Regions from separate parts of the Mus musculus genome. Here regions 2, 3 and 4 are each linked to region 1. The links are chromatin contacts, called in public ChIA-PET, Hi-C and Micro-C maps. All regions are on one chromosome and are shown on one strand. The core of a region is the stretch at or near the end of the contact, and the rest is flanking DNA. Distances in the headings are between cores, read along the strand shown.

Evidence for each region. A called contact is a pair of places that touch in the nucleus more often than the background predicts. ChIA-PET counts read pairs in DNA pulled down with a chosen protein or histone mark.
Region 2: a Micro-C map of the G1E-ER4 cell line shows a contact between it and region 1, with 4 times the contacts expected there. The contact joins the enhancer-like site here to the promoter of Neurl3 in region 1. A contact is called at or near these places in 4 of 39 promoter capture datasets (embryonic stem cells, fetal liver, hematopoietic stem and progenitor cells and 1 more), 4 of 484 Hi-C or Micro-C datasets (the G1E-ER4 cell line and group 2 innate lymphoid cells) and 2 of 115 datasets of contacts at active chromatin or transcription factors (bone marrow-derived macrophages and memory CD8 T cells).
Region 3: a Hi-C map of the G1E-ER4 cell line shows a contact between it and region 1, with 4 times the contacts expected there. The contact joins the enhancer-like site here to the promoter of Neurl3 in region 1. A contact is called at or near these places in 1 of 39 promoter capture datasets (hematopoietic stem and progenitor cells), 1 of 484 Hi-C or Micro-C datasets (the G1E-ER4 cell line) and 1 of 115 datasets of contacts at active chromatin or transcription factors (bone marrow-derived macrophages).
Region 4: an RNA polymerase II ChIA-PET map of memory CD8 T cells shows a contact between it and region 1, with 21 read pairs. The contact joins the promoter of Zap70 here to the promoter of Neurl3 in region 1. A contact is called at or near these places in 2 of 39 promoter capture datasets (cranial neural crest and second pharyngeal arch cranial neural crest) and 2 of 115 datasets of contacts at active chromatin or transcription factors (effector CD8 T cells and memory CD8 T cells).

Annotation. Positions count from the first base shown.
Region 1 is chr1:36,270,640-36,275,562 of GRCm38.p6, forward strand. It overlaps Neurl3 (neuralized E3 ubiquitin protein ligase 3), which reads right to left and starts at 2,786. Exons shown (of 4, transcript NM_153408.2): 1 at 2,699-2,786. The coding sequence starts at 2,726.
Region 2 is chr1:35,860,579-35,865,166 of GRCm38.p6, forward strand. No RefSeq gene overlaps it. Among named protein-coding and RNA genes, the nearest start is that of 1110002O04Rik, 7.1 kb to the right of the region's middle. Within about 2 kb of position 2,058, at least 22 of the 459 cell types and tissues checked have an H3K27ac peak or open chromatin away from gene starts, as enhancers often do. A contact at or near this core is called in the G1E-ER4 cell line, group 2 innate lymphoid cells, hematopoietic stem and progenitor cells and 1 more, where this site is marked.
Region 3 is chr1:35,932,243-35,937,181 of GRCm38.p6, forward strand. No RefSeq gene overlaps it. Among named protein-coding and RNA genes, the nearest start is that of Gm33176, 7.3 kb to the right of the region's middle. Within about 2 kb of position 3,064, at least 88 of the 459 cell types and tissues checked have an H3K27ac peak or open chromatin away from gene starts, as enhancers often do. A contact at or near this core is called in the G1E-ER4 cell line, where this site is marked.
Region 4 is chr1:36,759,313-36,763,863 of GRCm38.p6, forward strand. It overlaps Zap70 (zeta-chain (TCR) associated protein kinase), which reads left to right and starts at 2,486. Exons shown (of 13, transcript NM_009539.3): 1 at 2,486-2,630.

The DNA of each region.
Region 1 (4,923 bases), core at 1,536-4,035:
GGGAAAGTTCCCTGCTGGGCAGCCCTTCATCGCAGGGCTGGGAGAAAGCTGGAGTTTCCAGGCTGGGTTGATCAGATCCCAGAGACCTGCCTGCCTTTCCTCTTTAAGAAGGGGGTGGGGAGGAGGGTTAGAAGAGGAAGCTGGCTGAAAAAGGAAGATGAACTCAAGCTGAACTTGAGCCAGACTCCAGAGGAACCCCACCCCCACCCGCTGGCTGACCCCTGATCACAGGCCTGCCTACAGAGCCAAACATAAGACTGTGAGGTCCTGGTGCTACTGGCCAGAGCCCTCCCCATCCCTCAGCTGGGTCATAGCCACCACTGATGTGAAGGTCTCAAGTGAGGCTGTGGGCTAGGGGCTTGAGTAATAATCCTGGACAAGAGCAGATGCTGGAAACAGTCCCTCCGCAACCCTGCTGGTCCACCACAAAAGTAGAAATGGAGCAAGCAGGAGCCCCGGGCCTCAGCCACTACAGCCTCCACGGAAAGGGTTCAAATCCCCTTCCGGTCTGGAGGCTTTGGACTGCTCATCTTAAAATGGTGGCCAGTCCTCCCTGGCTGCAGGCAGGGTGTTCACCTGGGTGCGTTCCATCTCCAGGAGGACAGAGGACTGGAAGAATTGCTCTGGGAGAGGGAGACCTTCAGTTCACTGCCCCCATCTACTTCCCAGAAGAGAGGCAGGAGGATGGCTGATGGATATCAGTTCAGAAGAAGGGGGACTGCCCCAGGAATGGCCTCTGAGGGCACAAGAGTCCCAGGAAAAGAAAGCCTTGGCCTGGTTGGCAGCTTGCATGGGCAAAGCTCCATCCCCACTTAGGAGCCTTCCCAGGGATCTTTGGGAACCATGTCCTGTGTCACAGGGAAGAAGCTGAAGGGGACATGCTGCTGCCCCCGTGGGTCCCTAGGTGAGCAGTTAAACCACCTTCTCTCTTCTGCATGCTCAGGCCTTGTGTCCCTCTCTGGGTGTGGCTCCCAGGAGGTACCACCACTGGCAAGCCACAAGGGGCCTCTTAAGGCCTGGACTTGCTACACGCACTCTCTCATATGGCTTGTTTGGTTATTCACTGAGCACACGACCCAGATGGAGTAGAGCTGAAGGCCACCCTTACCCTGCCAGTCTCTCAAAGGCCTGCAGGACTTTGTCCCCCACAGAAGCCGCACCTTCCCTTTACACTGAGCACGGCTTCCTGGCTTTAGAGCTGGGTCACAGTGGCACGAAAGGGGTGGACACTTTTCTTCTGCCTTCCTCCTCCTGCAGAGACTGGCAGGCATCTTGGCCCTTTGACTGAGCAACCTGACAGACCCCACTGCTGGGCTGGGCTATGGCAGAGGTGGGCACAAGCTAAACGTGGCTCTCTAATTGGGTGTGTCCTGGTTGGCAGGGTTGGCACAGGGTTCAGAGTACTGTCTATCAAGAACTAGAGAATTCCTGTTCTAGACCCCATTTTTAAGCCAGGTCCTGAGGTTCCATACAATAGAGAGGTAGTCCTTCTCCAGTGACCCCCACCTTTGTGCTACCCACTGACGGAGGCTGGCCTGGATCTAGACTGCTAGGAAGTTGGGACAGGCCAGCCATGTCTGTAGGGTCATCTCCAGGCCTGGGCAGATGAAGACAAATTATAGTCTCTGCTGCAAGGCTCTGGGGATTTTAGTGATGGATGCTCAGCCACCTGCTCCGTGATGGCCTCCTAACTGCCAGCACCTTCAGCATCAAGGTCTTTGGGATGCCAGGCACCCAGTCAGCCCTTTGCAGAATCCTGTTCTCCCCTCTGCACCCCAGCATGCAGAGCTTGGGGAAGCTCAAGAAAGGTCCCTTCCTGTCCTCCCAGCCCCAAGGAGACTGTGGGCTCAGCTACACAGTTTCAGTCCCTCTCCCTCTCCCACTCCCTCCTCCCTCCTCTCCCTCTCCCACTCCCCCCCCCCCACATCTGTACCTGTTATACCCCATCCCTTTTGGCATTGTTACTGCCCTGCCTTGAATCCAAACACAGCTGCCACAGCAGAGGTGGCTCTGGGCGTGGCCGCCCACTGTGAGCAAGCCTTGGGTGCTTGCCAAGGGCCCTACACAGGGGCACTGATTGGCTTGGGGGGGCAGGTCTAGGGTGCCTGGTCCCCGTCTCTGTTCTAAGGGGTGGCATGCTATTTCCTGCTCACTCACCAGGCCCCTCTGCTAAGGGGACACGTGACCACAGGTACTGGTGTCTCAGAGAAACTTCTTATCTCATTACTATTTAGATATCTACATTTGGAGTCCTAAAGGACAGCAGGGTGGTGGCATAGTCCCAACCTTCAGACGAGAAAAAAACCAAGAGTCCAGGGACAAAAATGACTTGTCCACATTGCCACCGACAATTTGGCAAGGCTGAAATCCCTCGTTTTTCCACCGGCCTCCTAAGCTCTCCCCTTTTCCCCACCCCAGCCTTGATTCTCCCTTATCCAGTTCCTAGATAAAGACTGCTTACAGGTAGTGGGTGGGAAGGAGGGGTGTGTATCTCCGCAGCCATCTTGGACCAGACACCCCGCTTCTGCTGGGTTCCTGGGAAGGCAGGAAGCTCTCGCCCTCGCGCAGCCCAGACCATGGAGAAACCCACTCTAGGAGCCAATGAAGTCTCTGATCTCCCCTTTCCAGACCTCCCACCTGTACTCCATGCAGTCAGGACTCCAGAAGCCAGCTCAAGGCATACGGGAAATCTACTTACTGGCCTCAGGGCTGAGGAGAGAACCCATCAGCCTGAGCTCCTCCTGGGGCACAAGTCCCTGGGTCTGAAGATGTCTGTGAAGGCCAGTGGTCAGGGTTACAAGACTCCGGAAGGTTCCCCTTTTATAGGCTGGAGCTCACGTTACAGAGTTGTTGATTAATTAGATGCTGTCACGCATGACGATATCCGGGACTTTCCCCATGACCTCTCGTGGCTCACAGTGGACTGCTGCTGCAGCAGGCTGGTCTGAGATAAGAAGGGAAGCAGGGGCTGTAACTGTGGCTGCAGCAGACGGTTTTCTGTTTGACTTCTAAGCAGCCCTTGTCTGTGAATTATAATCGCATGTTAGTAAACACCCGTGCCGCCGCCACGCCCTCCCCCACTCTCCCCAACAAAGACTTTGGTGGTCCTGGTCTGGGATGAGATCTGGGCATTGGGAGTTTCAAGAGCATGCAGGAACTTTGATTAGCAGCCGGCATGGTGTCCAACCCCACATAGAGAAGGTGCGCAGCGCTGCTGAAGGTTAACTGATTGAGCTAAATCCTAGGACCTGTGAAGGTGAGGCCGCCCAGTGGCAAGGTTGGTTTGGGGGCTTACAACCCCACCCCCACCCCACCCCCCCTCCCCGCCAGATTAGGTCTTTCTTGAGATTCCAGATCAAAGCCACAATTCTGTGACTTCTGTGGCCCCTTTAAGAAAGGAACGGGGAGGGGGGGGGGCTGGCGAGATGGCTCAGTGGTTAAGAGCGCCGACTGCTCTTCCGAAGGTCCGGAGTTCAAATCCCAGCAACCACATGGTGCCTCACAACCATCTGTAACGAAATCTGATGCCCTCTTCTGGAGTGTCTGAAGACAGCTACAGTGTACTTACATATAATAAATAAATCTTTAAAAAAAAAAAAAGAAAGAAAGGAACAGGAGCACCTGGAAATGACAGTGAGCTAGACAGGACGGGGGGGGCGGGGGGGGGGCGGGGGCGGTTCGACTGAGGAGGGAAATAGAGGGCTGGAGACCCAGGTTGTGTCTGCTGTATTACCTTATGCAGATCCCTTCCTCTTCTTGAGGTCTGATGTTCTGGTTTGGGGACCTTTTCCAGCCAGCATGTGGTGCCTAAGTGAGAAGAAGTGGCCAGGGGAAGGTGAGTGTTATCAGTGTAGCCCTGGTTACCTTAGACATTGCTGTAACCCCTGGACTTTCTTTTTCCGGCCACACCCTTGCTGAGCGCCCTTTGTCACTGCACTAGATGTATAACTTCTGCCAAGACCACAGGTAGCTGCTCTAGAGCCAGTGCCAGTCACCTGGGCCGGAGTCCTGTGGCTTCTAAAGGTTGCAGTTCCCCCGATGCCCCGGCTGGCTCAGTCTAAGAGGTTCAGGCTCCTGGCACCTCCTGGCAGGCACACCAGTCTCTGGACACTTGTGGATGCTCCTCCCTTGCTGGGTTGCTCAGGGCTGGAGCCAAGAGATCCTTGTTGATTAGCCACATCCCCCTAACAGAGGTGTGTGGTGCCCAATCAGGGTGCCTGCTCTGCAGTTTTAGCCTTTCTAGAAAATGACTGGGCTAGCTGCAGACCAGCAGGCAGGTGGTATGGTCCCCAGACAGGACCTGTAGCCTGCTCGGGCTAGCAGCCAGCAAGGCAAAGGCAAGGCCAAAGACACCCACATCCAAGTGAATTTAGCTACCCCACTGACTGGATTCAGGATGTGCCGTTCTAAACAGGCTCCCTACATTTGGGGGGTTGCAGAAACAGGAAGGCCCCCCACCTTTCTCCCATGAAGCCAGCCCCAAGCTCCTCAAGCCCTGCTTACCGTGGACATCAGGGCGGGGGAGAACTGGATCAGACTGTTCCTGCTAGGCCCCGCCCTGTTCATCACCATCCCTTCACACTCACCTCTGCCCCAGTACCTTCACTATAATTGACAGTCACTCGTGGGCTCAACTTCTGCCTCCACCCTTCAGTGCTGGTGAGATGGCCCTGACCTGCTGCTAAGTCTGACCCAGGGACCCACATGGTATATGGAGAAGACTGACAGCTGCCCTCTGACCTTCACACATGTCGTGGCACATGTATGTCCACACCCACTAAACAAATCATACACACCACACACACACACAAGCTTCATGCCTGCTAGGCAAGCACCCTGCCAACTTAGCTACACCCCCAGTGGCATTTTCCTTCTTTGAAAATACTTTTATGTTTTATTCTTTGACAGTCTCATACACATATA
Region 2 (4,588 bases), core at 808-3,307, 410 kb before region 1:
GGTACATGTGTGGGGTGTACTTGTACATATGTGAATATGTATGCAGAGGTCAAAGATTGATGCCAGGTGTCTTCCTGAATCTGCTTCCACTTTATTTCCTGGGGAAGGGTTCTCACTTGAACCCAGAGCTCACTGAAGTGACTAGTCTAATATCCCCCAGGGATGCCCTGTCTCTGCCCACTTTGTACTGAAATCACAGATGGGCTGGCTGCCATGCCAGCTAAGAGGGACCTGAGGACCTGAGGTCCAGCTCTGGCTAACAGTGCTTTACATACTGAGCCACCATCTCCCCAGCCCTGGTCAGACTTTTAAGCACCACTCTCATTCTCTTGATGATTTTCTGTCCATTCAGCTTTTCCATCTCGTCATGAGTCAGTTTGAGGAAGTAATACTTGTCAAGAAGTTATCTAATCGGCTACACTTGCATAAGGTTTTAGCATCCTTCGATTGATTAAAATCGCAGTTCCGTTTTTCATTTCCTCTCTCAGTGATATCTGTTCCTTGTCTTTTCTTCTTTCTACCTCTTTGGCTTACATTCATTCTTATTTATCTCATCATTGAGATAAGTCTTATTAATTAGTCATTAGTACAAGCAAAACTGTAAGTTTCTGTTTAAACACAACCACTCTCTTTTATATCTAGTACTTTTATCATAGTTCAAGTTTAAGGAACTATAGAAGTGGTCTCTGAAAGTAGAGTTTTTCAAACTCAAATTTAAATGTTTCCTATTAACATTCTTTTTTAAAAAAAATTTAGCCCATGAGTTATCCTTACATATTTTTTCACGTCCTCAAATATGTGGCTTTTGTTTATCTGTTTCCTGTTATTTTTTTTCTTTTTACTTTCTCTCTCTCTCTCTCTCTCTCTCTCTCTCTCTCTCTCTCTCTGTGTGTGTGTGTGTGTGTGTGTGTGTGTGTATACACTCGCACATGCCCATGGAAACATATATAGAAACCAAAGAAGGCTTTGTCCTGCTCTGTCTCTCTCTTGTCTTACTCTCTTAAGACAGGGTCTCTCATTGAATCTGGAACTACATATGACAGCCACCAACGAGCCCCACCAATCCTCCTGCATCCTCCCTTCACAGCACGGGGGTCACAGACACATAGAGCCACATTTGTCTTTTCTGTGTAGGTTTTTGGGAACTCAGGCTGAGCTCCTCACACTGACTTGAGCAGGCACTCGTGCCCTTCCATCGTTTGCTTTATTACTGATTTCAGCTTGTTTGTATGCTATAACATCTTTGCAATTCATTGAGATTGGCATTTGGTCTAGTAGATGATCAATATACTGTTAAGTTCCACACGTTGCTGAGATCGGTGTACTTTCCTTGTGTACACCGATACATAGTTCTCCAGTCAATTTAGCTTTATTGTGAAGTCCAAGTTGTCTGTGTGTCCTTACAGGGTTTCCATAGGCTTCACCAGAGAGATGACAAGCTCCCTCTGGGTCATTATGAATTACTTTTATATATATATATAACTGTGTCACCTTTGGCTTTGTAAATATGAAGCTGTGGTTTTAGTTGTGTATAATTTAGGATGTTCTGGTGAGTTCTTCCTATCCATTTCAAATTTTCCTCACAATTCCTTCATAATGGTGGTGGTGGTGTTCTTCTTCTTGTTTTCCTAGGGAGTGTTTTCCTGTGGACTGTCTGGGGTTTGTTTGATTGCTTATGCTTTGGTTGGTTAAAAATTTATGTGTAAAATAAATCATCTACATCTGAATGTTCATTCTTTTAACTCCACCTTTTAGTGGCTGTTTTCTGTTTTCGGTAGGAGAGCTTGGCTGCTGTGGCTATAGTGGCTGCTGATCTGTTTCGGTTTCTGTTTAGCCCCTTATCGCACAGTATTTCATGTTTTCTGTTTGGTTTTGCTTCTCTGATTTATTTTTCTCTTGCACTTTACTGTCATGGCTGACTTTTCTTGTTCCTGCTTTTATTCATTGAAAATTACACATTTTATCCATCTATAGCTACACATGATGCTGCATGCACGAGTGCGTGTGTGTGTGTGTTTTACTGGGGTTTATGCATACATGCATATGTGTGTATAGGGAGGCCAAAGGTCAACCTTGAGTGACATTCCTCAGATTTCACCAGTTTTGAGACAGACTCTCACTGGCCTGGGACTTGCCAAGTAGGCTAGGCTAGACAGCCAGGGGCCTCAGGTATCCACCTGTCTCCAACTCCTTAGTGCTGGCACAACAGACCACTCAGGAGTTCTAGGGCATGAACTCTGGGCCTCACACTGGCAAGACAAGCATCCTGCTGAGTCAGCCATCTCCCAGGCCCCACATAAAACCTGTAAAGTTGTTTTTACACATAAATTTTTAACACTTGAACTTAACAGACTTTAAATGTAACCAGCCATGCTCCAGTTCTTGGACTCTGTGAGCACTCCACGAGTGATTTCTACTTGCCATCCTCTTTTTCCTTCTGTCGATAGCCCACTGCTTCTTATCAAGCTTAGTCCTATTGATTCCCTGCTAACGGGTAGTCTGTGTCTGGTTTTGGTCATAGGCTCAATACAGGCAATGGCTCAGTCCAGTCCCTGAATGGATGGACAGTGTTGCTCCCTGGGGTGGTTTGAGTGAGATGGCTACAGGCTTGGGCATTTGAACACTCACTTGGTCCCCAGTTAGTGGTGCTGTTTGGGGATGGTCTAGGTAGTACAGCCTTGCTGAAGGAAAAATGTTGCTAACGGACTGGCTTTAAAAGCAAAAAGCTTCACCTACTTCCAATTTGTAACCTTCCTCCCTTCATCCCTCCATCTTGCTGTTTTGTGCTTGCAGCTTAGGGTGTAAGCTCTCTGCTTCCTGCTCCAGCTGCCATGCCTGAATGCTACCATGCCTTCCCATAGTAATTGCCTTAGTCAGGTTTTCTATTCCTGTACAAACATCATGACCAAGAAGCAAGTTGGGGAGGAAAGGGTTTATTCAGCTTACACTTCCATGCTGCTGTTCATCACCAAAGGAAGTCACGACTGGAACTCAAGCAGATCAGGAAGCAGGAGCTGATGCAGAGGCCATTGAGGGATGCTACTTACTGGCTTGCTTTCTTATAGAACCCAAGACTGCCAGCCCAGAGATGGTACCACCCACAAGGGGCCCTCCTTCCTTGATCATTAATTGAGAAAATGCCCCACAGCTGGATCTCATGGAGGCACTTTCCCCAACTGAAGCTCCTTTCTCTGTGTAACTCCAGCCTGTGTCAAGTTGACACCCAAACCCAGCCAGTACAGTGATAGACTACTCCTTCTGGAACCAAGTGCTGACACTCAGTTTCTTTTCTCCTTTTTATTCAAACAGGGGCCTCGGCCCATTTGATGATGATGCCCACGTGCATTGTGGGTCTTCCCATCTTAATAAGCCCAACCTGGAAACTCCACCACAAACACGCTCAGAGATTTGCCCTCTAGGTCATGTTAGAGCAGTTGTTCTCAACCTCCCTAATGCTGTGACCCTTTACTACAGTCCCTCATGCTGTGGTGACCCCCCCTCAACCATAAAATTATTTCTTGTTGCTACTTCATAACTGTAATTTTGCTACTGTTGTGAATTGCAATCTGATAGGCAGACTATCTAATATGTGACCCCTGTGAAAGGGTCCTTTGACCTCCCTCCCAAAGGGCTTGGGACCCACAGGTTGGAAAACGGTTCTAGATGCTGTCAAATTGATCAATCATAACATCTAAGATGTGCCAGGGATTTCTCACCCATGGTATCACATCCCCAGCTCCTGCGGAGGTTTCCCTTCTGTGCTGTAGAGCAGAGCTGCTATACCTTAATTCTGCTGGCTTTTCCTCTCTCCGTTCTTTAGTGGTGCCTCCGCCCAGCTGTTCGCTCCTGTGTCTTCCTGCCCGCTTTCTTACTCTCTACACTATTCCCACCCACCAGCAAATCCTATCAGCTCTGCCTCCCCCACATAGCTTCAGCCTGTGCGTGGCACCCCACTCCTTGTCTGGATCCCCATGGCATGCAAGTGAGTTCCAGTAAGCACGGGGACTGCAGTGTCCCTGTTGGCGATCCTTAGGGTTCCCTGCCAACTTGACAAGCCTCCGGGCACACATGCCAGGCATTATTTCGCCCCTGGGAACGCCCATGGGGGCTTTTCTTGATTGAGGTTAATTGAGGTGGAAAGAAAGGCCTAAGCTAAAAATGGGTTGCACCAAAAAAAAAAAAAAAAAAAAAAAAAAAGAAGAAGAAGAAGAAGAAGAAGAAGAAGAAGAAGAAGAAGAAGAAGAAAAGAAGTAGTCTGGGTGAGCACAGGCATTCGTCCCTCTCCGATTCCTGACTATAGTTACAGTGTGGCCAGCTGGCCCACGCTCCTGCCTTCAGGACCTCCTGATGGACTGGAATGTACCTTTAAGCTGTGAACCGGACCTCATGATAGACTGGACCTTTAAGCTGTGAGCCACAATGAACACCTCCTCCCTTAAGCTGTCACCCGAGCATTTTTTATCACAGCAACGGGAAAAGTGACTAAGACGAGTGTATTCTGAGTAGAGCACCTTGCAAAGCACTTGCAAGTATTTCCTCAACCCCCCTAGGTAGGTGATATCCACTGTGAACTCCACAGAACAGGAGA
Region 3 (4,939 bases), core at 1,814-4,313, 340 kb before region 1:
GTATTTGTGCCCACGAATGGGAAGAAAAGAACCATACAGAACACATGGCCTATCGAATCCTACAGCTCTATGACAGCAAGAAATCCTAGGAAGGAAACTCAGAGGCCTTGGCCACCCAGGGCTTTGCCAGAGGAGGAAAGACAAAGGGAGCAGATGTCAATCAACAATGAGGAGCTGGTAAGATGGCTCCATGGGTAAATGCACTTTCCACACAAGCCTGATGAGCTGAGTTCGACCCCCAGAACCCATGTAAAGGTGAGAGAAGAGAACCAGCTCCACAAAGTTGTCCCCTGGTCTCTACACACGCACCCACACACATAAACAATAGTCAATGATAATACTGCCCAACTAGTAAAGTTCTAACCTTGCAAGCATGAGGCCCTGTCTTAGTTAGGGTTTTACCGATGTGAACAGACAGATACCATGACCAAGGCAACTCTTATAAAGGACAACATTTAATTGAGGTTGCCTTACAGGTTCAGAAGTTCAGTCAAGGTGGGAACATGGCAGCATTCAGGCAGGCATGGTGCAGGAGGAGCTGAGAGTTCTACATCTTCATCTGAAAGCCACTAGGAGAAGACTGCCTTCCAGGCAGCTAGGGTCTTAAAGCCCATGCCCACAATGACATGCTTCCTTCAACAAGGCCACACCTCCTTATAGTGTCACTCTGTAGGCCAAACATATTCAAACCATCACAGGCCCCAAGTTCAATTCTCAGAATCTATCTTAAAAAAAAAAAAAAAAAGACACTTATAATCACAGTCCTAAGGAGGTAGAAGCAGTAGAAGCAGGCAGATCCCAGAGGCTCGCTGGCCAGCCAGCTTATCCTATTTCATGAATTCTAGGTCAATAGGAGACCCTTGTCTCTAAAAATACAAGGTGGTGAGTAGAACCTGAGAAATGACAACTAAGTTCACTCTAACTCTTGGTCACTGAGCCAACAAGAGCAGTGAGTGACCCAACCCAATAGTCATGTGACTAAACACATGCATTTATGTATATGTATATGTGTAATGTATTATGCACATATGCATATATGCATGCTTGCACACACAAACACACACAGAGTGCAGAAAAACAAACCAAAGCTACCATGGTCCATATGCCTGCATCTAACTGAGATCACTGCTGGAAGGCTGGGGGAAGAGGGTCATTGTAGTTATCACCCAGCCCACTACCCACCTGCCGCCCAGTCAATAAAATATTTTTTATCATTTTGACAAGTGGAGTCATTTCATTCACTGCATATCAGACCCACAGTAGCTGCCGGACATCTCTGAAGGTATCCCTCGCTAACCCAGAGGTCACTGGAGGAAGGCCAGTACATCATCAGCCTGTAACACATCTCTGCCAGATCCCTAGAAATCATCCTATTGTGGTCCTGGATGGATCCCAGGGATGCTCGGAGCCACTGCAGATGCAGCCCAGGCCCTCCCTCCTCTGTCCTCAGCTGCCTTCTTCCTCTTCCCAGAAGTCTTTGTCCTCTGCCAACCTCTCACTACGGTCATGATCTCTAGGTCACTGAGCCAAACAAGAGCAGTGACCCAATCCAACTTCGCATAGTCACGTAACTAAACAATTGCTCCTTGGGCTGCGAACTGTCCTACCTGGAAACCTTGCCCATTGGACAGAGACGTGATGAGTCACTTCCATATAAGACTGCCTCCAGAGGTAGCAAAGTCTCAGAGGACATGAAGGGCTTTGACTGGGGGATGGCAGGGGGTGGGGGGAGAGAGTGTGGCTCTGGGCTGCCACAGTGGGAGGGGGCAGGTCCTCATCATCAGAGTAGGGACTTCACTTATGTGTCATATCAGTAACTATCATGTGCCTTTCATGCTTACTGAACACAGACTCTGAGAGTCTGCCTACTTATCTTGTCCTAGACTCCCGCATGTTTCAAATCTAAAACTCTCTGTCCTGAGGCAGCTTCCCTCCTACGTCTGTGACATGGAAGGAAAAAGAAAAAGCAAACCGTTAATGATGTTAAAAACATTGCTTCCTTTCTAACAGATGTCACTTTCGTTTATCCCATGATATAAAAATACCTGCAAGAAGGTGGACTCTTATCCATAGAAAGAAGAAGACCCTGAGCCAAGACATCCAGCTGATCGCCTCAACATGGCTTCCACGGTCTGTGTCTGCTGGATACCGTAAGTGGTGTTTAGGTGACACTGCCTCTTTTTGTTTCCGTCTAGGCCCACCCCACTCATCTCTCTTAGGTGTCTTAATCTCCTGACTTGATGGTGCTTTGCAGTCTGTTTAATCTGCTAGTTACCCTTTACCCTTTTACGTTTGATTGCTACGTGCTTAATAGACTCACTCATTGTTCTCCAGACTGCATCCAAAAGTGTCATGACTTGTAAAACCATAGAATGTAGGCAAGTATCCAACAAGTGTCCCCTACATGGGCAGCATGGATCTCTTGGACTCCCAGAAGCAAGTAACTCGCTCTGGGTGCCGTCAACAACAGAGGTGTATTGTCTTAAGTCTGAAGTCCAAATTCAAGGTGGTAGCAGAGCTGTCTCCATCTGGGGACCAGTTAGCCAGTCTCTCCTGTGTGTGCGTATGGGTGTACATGTGTATGTATGTGGACATCAGAGGTCATCCTCTATTCTGAGTCGGGGTCCTCTTACTGGAACCTCGGGCTCTCTGATTCCACTAGACTGGCTGCTGGCCAGCTCCAAGGATCTGCCATCTCTTCTCTTCCTCCACACTCCCCACACATTAGGGTCAAAGATGCATGTAGGCACACCTAGATTTTGTTGGGTTTGTTCCGGAAATATGTATATATCCCAGCATATATATATGCTGGGGAATCCCAACTTAGGTCCTCATGCCAGTAAGGCAGGACTTTACCCACTGAGCCACCTTCCCAGCCATGACTCTGCTCTTACTGGAGTAGGGGGCCTGCACAGTGACCTGCTTTCAGCTTAATTCATTTTAGAAGCAGCCTATGTCCAAATAAGGTCATACTCTCAGCTCTCAGCAATTAGAACTTCAGCTTGAGTGTGGGGGTGGAAGGAAGCTCAGACCACAGAAGCTGAAGTGGCTGATAACCCACTGAAGACTTCTGGGCATCCATGCAAGCTGCTGACCGCCAAGGCGGCCACTGGCTGCTCCTTACAGCCACCCAAGCAACAGTGGAGAAAAAAAAAAAAAAAAAAAAAAGGCCCTGCCAGCCAAATCCGACAGAGCTGTCATCAGTCCCCAAACAGCTCGCTCACTGCCTGCTTTGAGCTCTAAAATAACATGCTGATTTTGGAGCCAAGACTAACTTTAGTTACCAGTGATGCTGTTAGCAGGAGAAGGATAAGTCATCCCATGAGAATGGAATCCAAATGAATGAGCTAGCCCTGCGCCTCACTGGGATTCGGGCATCTTTCCCCCCTCGCAGTTTGCTGACATTGTCCTTTCTAATTTGAAACAGCCTTATAGAAACCTTTTCCTAAACATGACACATTACTATTTGGGAAATATAAAAAATAACTGATCATTCTGCTTATCCATATCCACTGTTACTTTACAAACCATCCCAAGATCCAGCAGTCTAAGGCCCCGTGATTTAACTCACCCTCACATCTGGGGAACCAGAGTGGGCCAGGGCTCAGGGGATAATCCTTCTGACCCTGAAGTTGGTGGCAGTGCTCAACAGTGCTCAGTTGGGAGCACGGATAACCCCAGGATCCAGGACATCTCTACTCTTATAGACACACTCATACGCATACCTATACAGGCACATACACTTTCCACACACATACCTTCCCATAAGCAATCTATTACACACACACACACACACACACACTCATATTTGTGCCTGTACATACATGCTTGCTCTCTCTGTCTCTGTCTCTGTCTCTCTCTCTGTCTCTCTCTCTCTCTCTCTCTCACACACACACACACACACTCGTGTATTTGAACACTTGGTTTCTACGCACACACACACACACACACACACACACACACACACTTCACTCACACAGGCACTCATGTCTCAGCCCAAGTTGACCTAGAATAAAGCCAAATATAACCTTGAACCTCTCTGGCTTTTCTGCCTCTGTCTTCTAGGTACAGGAATTACAGGCTGTATCACCACGCATGGGTTATGAGGACGTTATACATATTAGGTAAACACTCTACCAAATAAATCATGTTCTATTCAAATATATTTCCAATCCCCTTCCAGAATTAGACAATGCCAACCCTTCATGTCACTGTGAGGATAGGATGTGTTAGCCACTATGTGACATCTAGTATGTGCCGAGAGGGTGACAGCTGCTGGTGTTATAATCTTCAAGGACAATTTCATGTTCTCTCTATACTGAATTTGGCCCATGATATACACTAGAAGGGACTCATTAATTCTACCATATGTCCTAATTGGAACCACATCTGAATTACTGCCACTTGAAGGAAGAGGAAAAGCTAAAGAAAAAAGAAAGTGAAAGAGGGTGCTTTTGACTTGTTATCAGGCAAACATCTCTCCTCGCCTCCCATGATTCCTCTCCAACCGCTTGGGTTAGACTTTATCTTACAATAATCCCATGGCAGGGGACTCTGGGGACTTCTGAAAGCCTGCAAAAATGTTGTGTTATCAGTAATAGGTCAGACAAAGCATCGTTGACATATGTGTGCAGAGGCAACAGGTGAAAGCCACTGGACACCAACACCAGCTGGCAGCTGCCAGGAGAGTCTAGAAATGGAGCCTTCAGCCAGAAATGGAAAAGCAGAAAAGCAAATAATCTTGAAATAAGGGGGAAAAACATAAAGATAATGGAAAAAACAGAAAAAAACAGAAAATGGCCTGACATTAACGCTTTAGTACAGAAGGCAAAACAGCATGGTCAGAGAGATAGATACATTAATCAACAGAGCAAATTAGAAAACTCATAAATAGACCCACAAAAATATGCCTGGTGGGCTTTGGGATGTGTGTGTGTGT
Region 4 (4,551 bases), core at 1,236-3,735, 490 kb after region 1:
CAATCGAGCAATCGGTTGATTCTCCTTAGACTCAGCTTGGGTTCATTTGCAAGGATGATGACCACTTTCAATTTTCCCAGCCTCCTACGTGGTGCTTGGCAGCTTTCCGTACCCCAGAGATTCCCCTGGAGAACGCAAGAGAATTCTGGGGCTGCACAGCATAAACCAGAATGTTTTACAGGCTGTGGTTCAGCTAATCCCACAATGTCTGGCTATGAACAGGAAGTCCAAGATGCCAGTAGCTGCCCAGTCCACAAGGCTGGGTGCCTCAGCTGGCCTTCAGTGTAAGTAGGCTCTAATGCCAGTGAAGGAATAGCCATGCTGGCAGGCTGAGGGCAAGCAGGCAAAGAGCCTGCTTCCATGTCCTTGTATCTAGGCTTCCAACAGAAGGTGTGGCCCAGACTAAAGGTTTGTCTTCCTGTCTCAAGATCCAAACCAAAGACTTGTGTGTGTCTTCCTATCTCAGAGGTCTGGACTAGAAGTAGATCCACCTTCTTCAACCCAAGCAAAAAAAAAACAAAAAACAACAAACAAACAAACAAACAACCCCCCCCCCCAAAAAAAAAAAGAAAACCAAAAAAACCTTACAGGTGTGCCCTCCATTTCTGGATTGTGGTTCATTCCAGATGTAGTCCAGTTGATAAGGATAGCTATCACAGGCAGAGTTTGTTTTCAGGCCTGTTTTAATATTCACAATGGCCCCAAGAGGTAGAAACGGATGAGGGATAGAAGGCATCCTAGCCAGGCCCAGAAGGAAAGTAGCTGAGTCACTGTGTGTGTGTGTGTGTGTGTGTGTGTGTGTGTGTGTGTATGTGTGTGAGTGAGTAGGGGCAGGGGGGTGTCAATCCAGGAGGGACCCTGGTGAAAGAGGTTGTCCTTGTGGCTGGGGCTGCAGGGCAGGTGGAGGTGGTGGTGTTGGCAATCGAGTTGACCTCTCTGGAAGGCTGAGGCTCCATCTCCTCCCCTCCCAGGGCACCTGCCATATTTTTCCCACTTGAGGTCTGATGTTCCTTTAGCTATGGAGCCAAACATGGCCTGCCTAGTTTCAGCTGCCTGCGCACTCGGGCCTCTCTGGCCAGTGTGAGGCAGAGGGAGGTTTCCTAGAGGAGGCCAGGTTGCTTCTCCTCAGAGGCACACCTGGAGGTGTTGGGGCACAGGTTCAATTTTTTTCCTAGGCTCTGAGTTCACAGTTTACTGGACACCCCCCCTCCCACCAGACGCGCTGAGTTCCCTAGCATCCGGTAGCCCTTCCCTCTGAAGTTCAAAGGACGTGCCTCCCTCTTGCCACCTCATGGGACAATGCTCCTATCTGTGGCGATCTGCATCCTCTCCTCAGTGAAGCAGACATACTGCGGGCTGCAGCTATGACACTGTTTCCAGTCGCAAGCTTCTGGACACGAAGTGGGACAGGAAGGGGCTTGTGGCTTGCTGAGACCAAGATGTCCCTTCTCTGAGCACTGGAGATTCCCACCTCGGAGGAGGAGAATGCCGCCCATTTCCCCCACCCCCAACCCCCATCCCCGGCCCCTGATGCTTTCAAGTAACTGGTGTGGCTCCCAGAGACCTTGGGGCAATGCACATTTCTAGTATGATCTAGATATGTGAAGTGGTCAAGGTGGTAGACCCTTGTGGGGCTGGACTAGAGTGTATGAGTGTCGGGGGACCCCGCCTACTTGTCCCAGCTCCAGAGCCAGTTCTTCCCAGAGCTCCTGTAGAATAACCCTGCCATCGTGGCTTTTTCTAGGTGAACACCAGCCTAGCTCTGGAGTCCCAGTGGGCTCACCCCTCCCTCACCCCAGCTTTAGAGCTTTAGAGCCTGCCTCTAGGGTTCCGGCAGAGGCCTGCCCCTGGATGCTTCCAAGAAATTGGGCACTGTACTGTCTAGATTTATATCAACTTGACACGTATTATAGTTATCTGAGAGGAAACCTCAATTGAGAAAACGCTTCTATAAGGTTGCGTTGTGGGCGTCTGATGGTGGGTGGAGCCATTCCCAGGCTGGTGGTCGTGGGTTCTAGAAGAAATCAGGCTGAGCAAGCCAGTAAGCAGCAGCCCTCCATGGCCTTCGCATCAGTTCCTGCCTCCAGCTTCCTGCTCTGTTTGAGTTCCTGCTCCAACATACTTCGATAATTAGCTGTGGAAGTATAAGCCAGGTAGACCCATTCCTCCCGAACTTGCTTTGGTCACTGTGTTAATCACAGTAATAGCAACCTTATCTAGGACAGGAACACATTGGGGACCCCTCCTTTCCAGAACTTGCCCTTCCCCCAACACTCCAGGTGCCCCCCTCAGGTGGGGGCTCACTGTGGGAAGCAGCCTTTGCCCCAATCCCTGGCTGCTACAATCCCCACCTTCCTCTTGTGTTCCCGACACCCTGCGGCTGGTACTGCGTGACCCCGGAAATGTGCTCTGCCCCGCCAGGAGCATGTGGCCTGTGATTTTCCTTCCACACAGCATTTTGTTGCTTTGACGTCAACTTCAAACACGGCTCTCTTTCCTGTCTTCGCATCAAGGAAATAGGCTGAGCTGCAAAGAAAGGTGCTGGTGAGAAAAAGTGCTCTGGGGACACCAGGCCTTCCGGCTGGGCCCTGCCGTACCCTGTGAGCTGTGATAGCCTCGAGGGTGTCCAGGTGAGTGGCCACCCTTTAGCCTTTGGTGGAGGGAGTGTGACTGGGTGTCACTCCCTTACTCTGATCTCTGTGTGAGGAGGGTGGGGTCCGCAGGGGCCTGAGGCTGGGCTTGGGTAGGCCCAAGTGGTAGGGACCTGAGACTTTGCAATCGGTGGAGCTAAGGGGCGCCCTTGGGGAAACAGGTCACCCGAGGGGTGCCGGTGTCTTTTTCTGGGTTCCTAGACTCCTGTTGGGTCGGCTCCTTGGCTTTAGAAAGCAGCACAGGCAGGCTGGTACAATAGGCCTGTGAGCTTGGACAACAGAATGTCAGTAGCTCTGGAGAGGGGCTCGAGTCAGGCTCCACTCGGAGTCAGGTCATGTTAAAGCAGGGGAAAGGAACTATCACTAGATCTCTGCTCCGTAGCTGTGTGCTCTTGACAGTTGTCTTGGCCTCTCTGAATCTGCATTTAAAAAACAGATACAGAGTTGGCTGCCTGTTAAATGCTTGCCTTGTTTGTTGGCCAAGAGGCTGGAAGAGGTATCTCAGACAGTGAGGCCTGGCAGAAAATAGCAGGGTTCCTGTGAACGGTCACAGTGACATTCATTGCTCTTGTCTTAGCTAGGACATCAAACACACAGTAGGTGTTTACTGAAGCCTTGCTGAAAGATTGGGGTCACCAAGTCCTAAGTTGGAAAATCGAAGGTGTCACCTGCTAAGGTTCCTCTGACAAACCCAAAGTTCACCTGACCTTCAGTTTTGCCTTTGCAACCCCCGCAGATGCTCTGGTGGGCCAGCAGCCTGGAGGGTGTTAAAGTTTACACTTTTTAGGGCCAGGGGCCTGGGTCCATTTAGATCTGCCTGCTCTTTATTGCTGTGTGACCTTGGGCAAGTCACCCCACCTCTCTGTGCTTTCACAGTTTCTGTATCTGACACCTCATTCAGTGTTCAGGGACATAGGTGCCATATAGTTAATAGGTTGTTAGGATGCTAATTGTTATCATTAGCTCTGGAGGGTCTCAGGCCCTGATCACAGATTCTGGAAACTTCCACGAGGCCTGCAGCATCTGAACCACCCTATACTGACCACCCCTGCTCAGGCCCAAGGACCACAGGAACGGGGTCATGCTGACCTAAAGCCAGCTGACGCCGCCTGTCCCCAGTGGGCACTAGTGTCTGGAGATGTTTTTGGTATTAACTTGGGCAATCCCGGCATGCAATGGGTAGATGTCAAGAATGCTGTCAAACACCCCTTCCCACGGCCCTTCCCTCACCATTCCTCTACTCTATGGGCACTGTCCTGGGTCGCCCCAATGTTTTCTACCTATCTTTTACTGTCCTATAGCTGGATATCTAGAGAGCAGAAGCTGCCTTGCTTAGGGGGGTCACGTCATTTCTAGAATCCAGTCAGTGGAGGCTGGGCTGGGGTTCTGACCATTCTGCGGGGTTGGAGGGACATTGCCCCATCAATTGACATATGCTCAGCGAGCTAGATTTAAGACCATCTCTGGCCCCCACCAGCCTCAAGGCCTTGGCAGTCCAAGTAGTTCGGCTGCAGTGTTGGGGTCTGCGGGGACATGGAGTCCCCGGGGACTTGGCTCAGAGCTCTACGGTCTCTTCTGCACCGTATTAGTTGGAAACATCAGTTTCTGTTGGGCCTGAGTGACTGTGGGTCAGGTTGCGTGCCTGGCATAGCTTCTCCGAGCCTCAGTTTCCCCAGATGAGGAATGGCAGTATCGGTCCCCAGGTGGCAACTGTGCTGAGGAGCAGGTTAAGTGGAGTAGATCCTAAAGGATGCCCCACAGCCTCGTAAGGAATCGCCGGCCTTGTTCTCTGTGTGGGAGGAAGCGGGGGCTAAGACAGAAAAGGGGCTGCTGTGGTCTGTGCCCGGAGGAGCCAGGCTCAGGGCAGTCATAGAAAGAGCAACAGACAGTGACCGTGAGG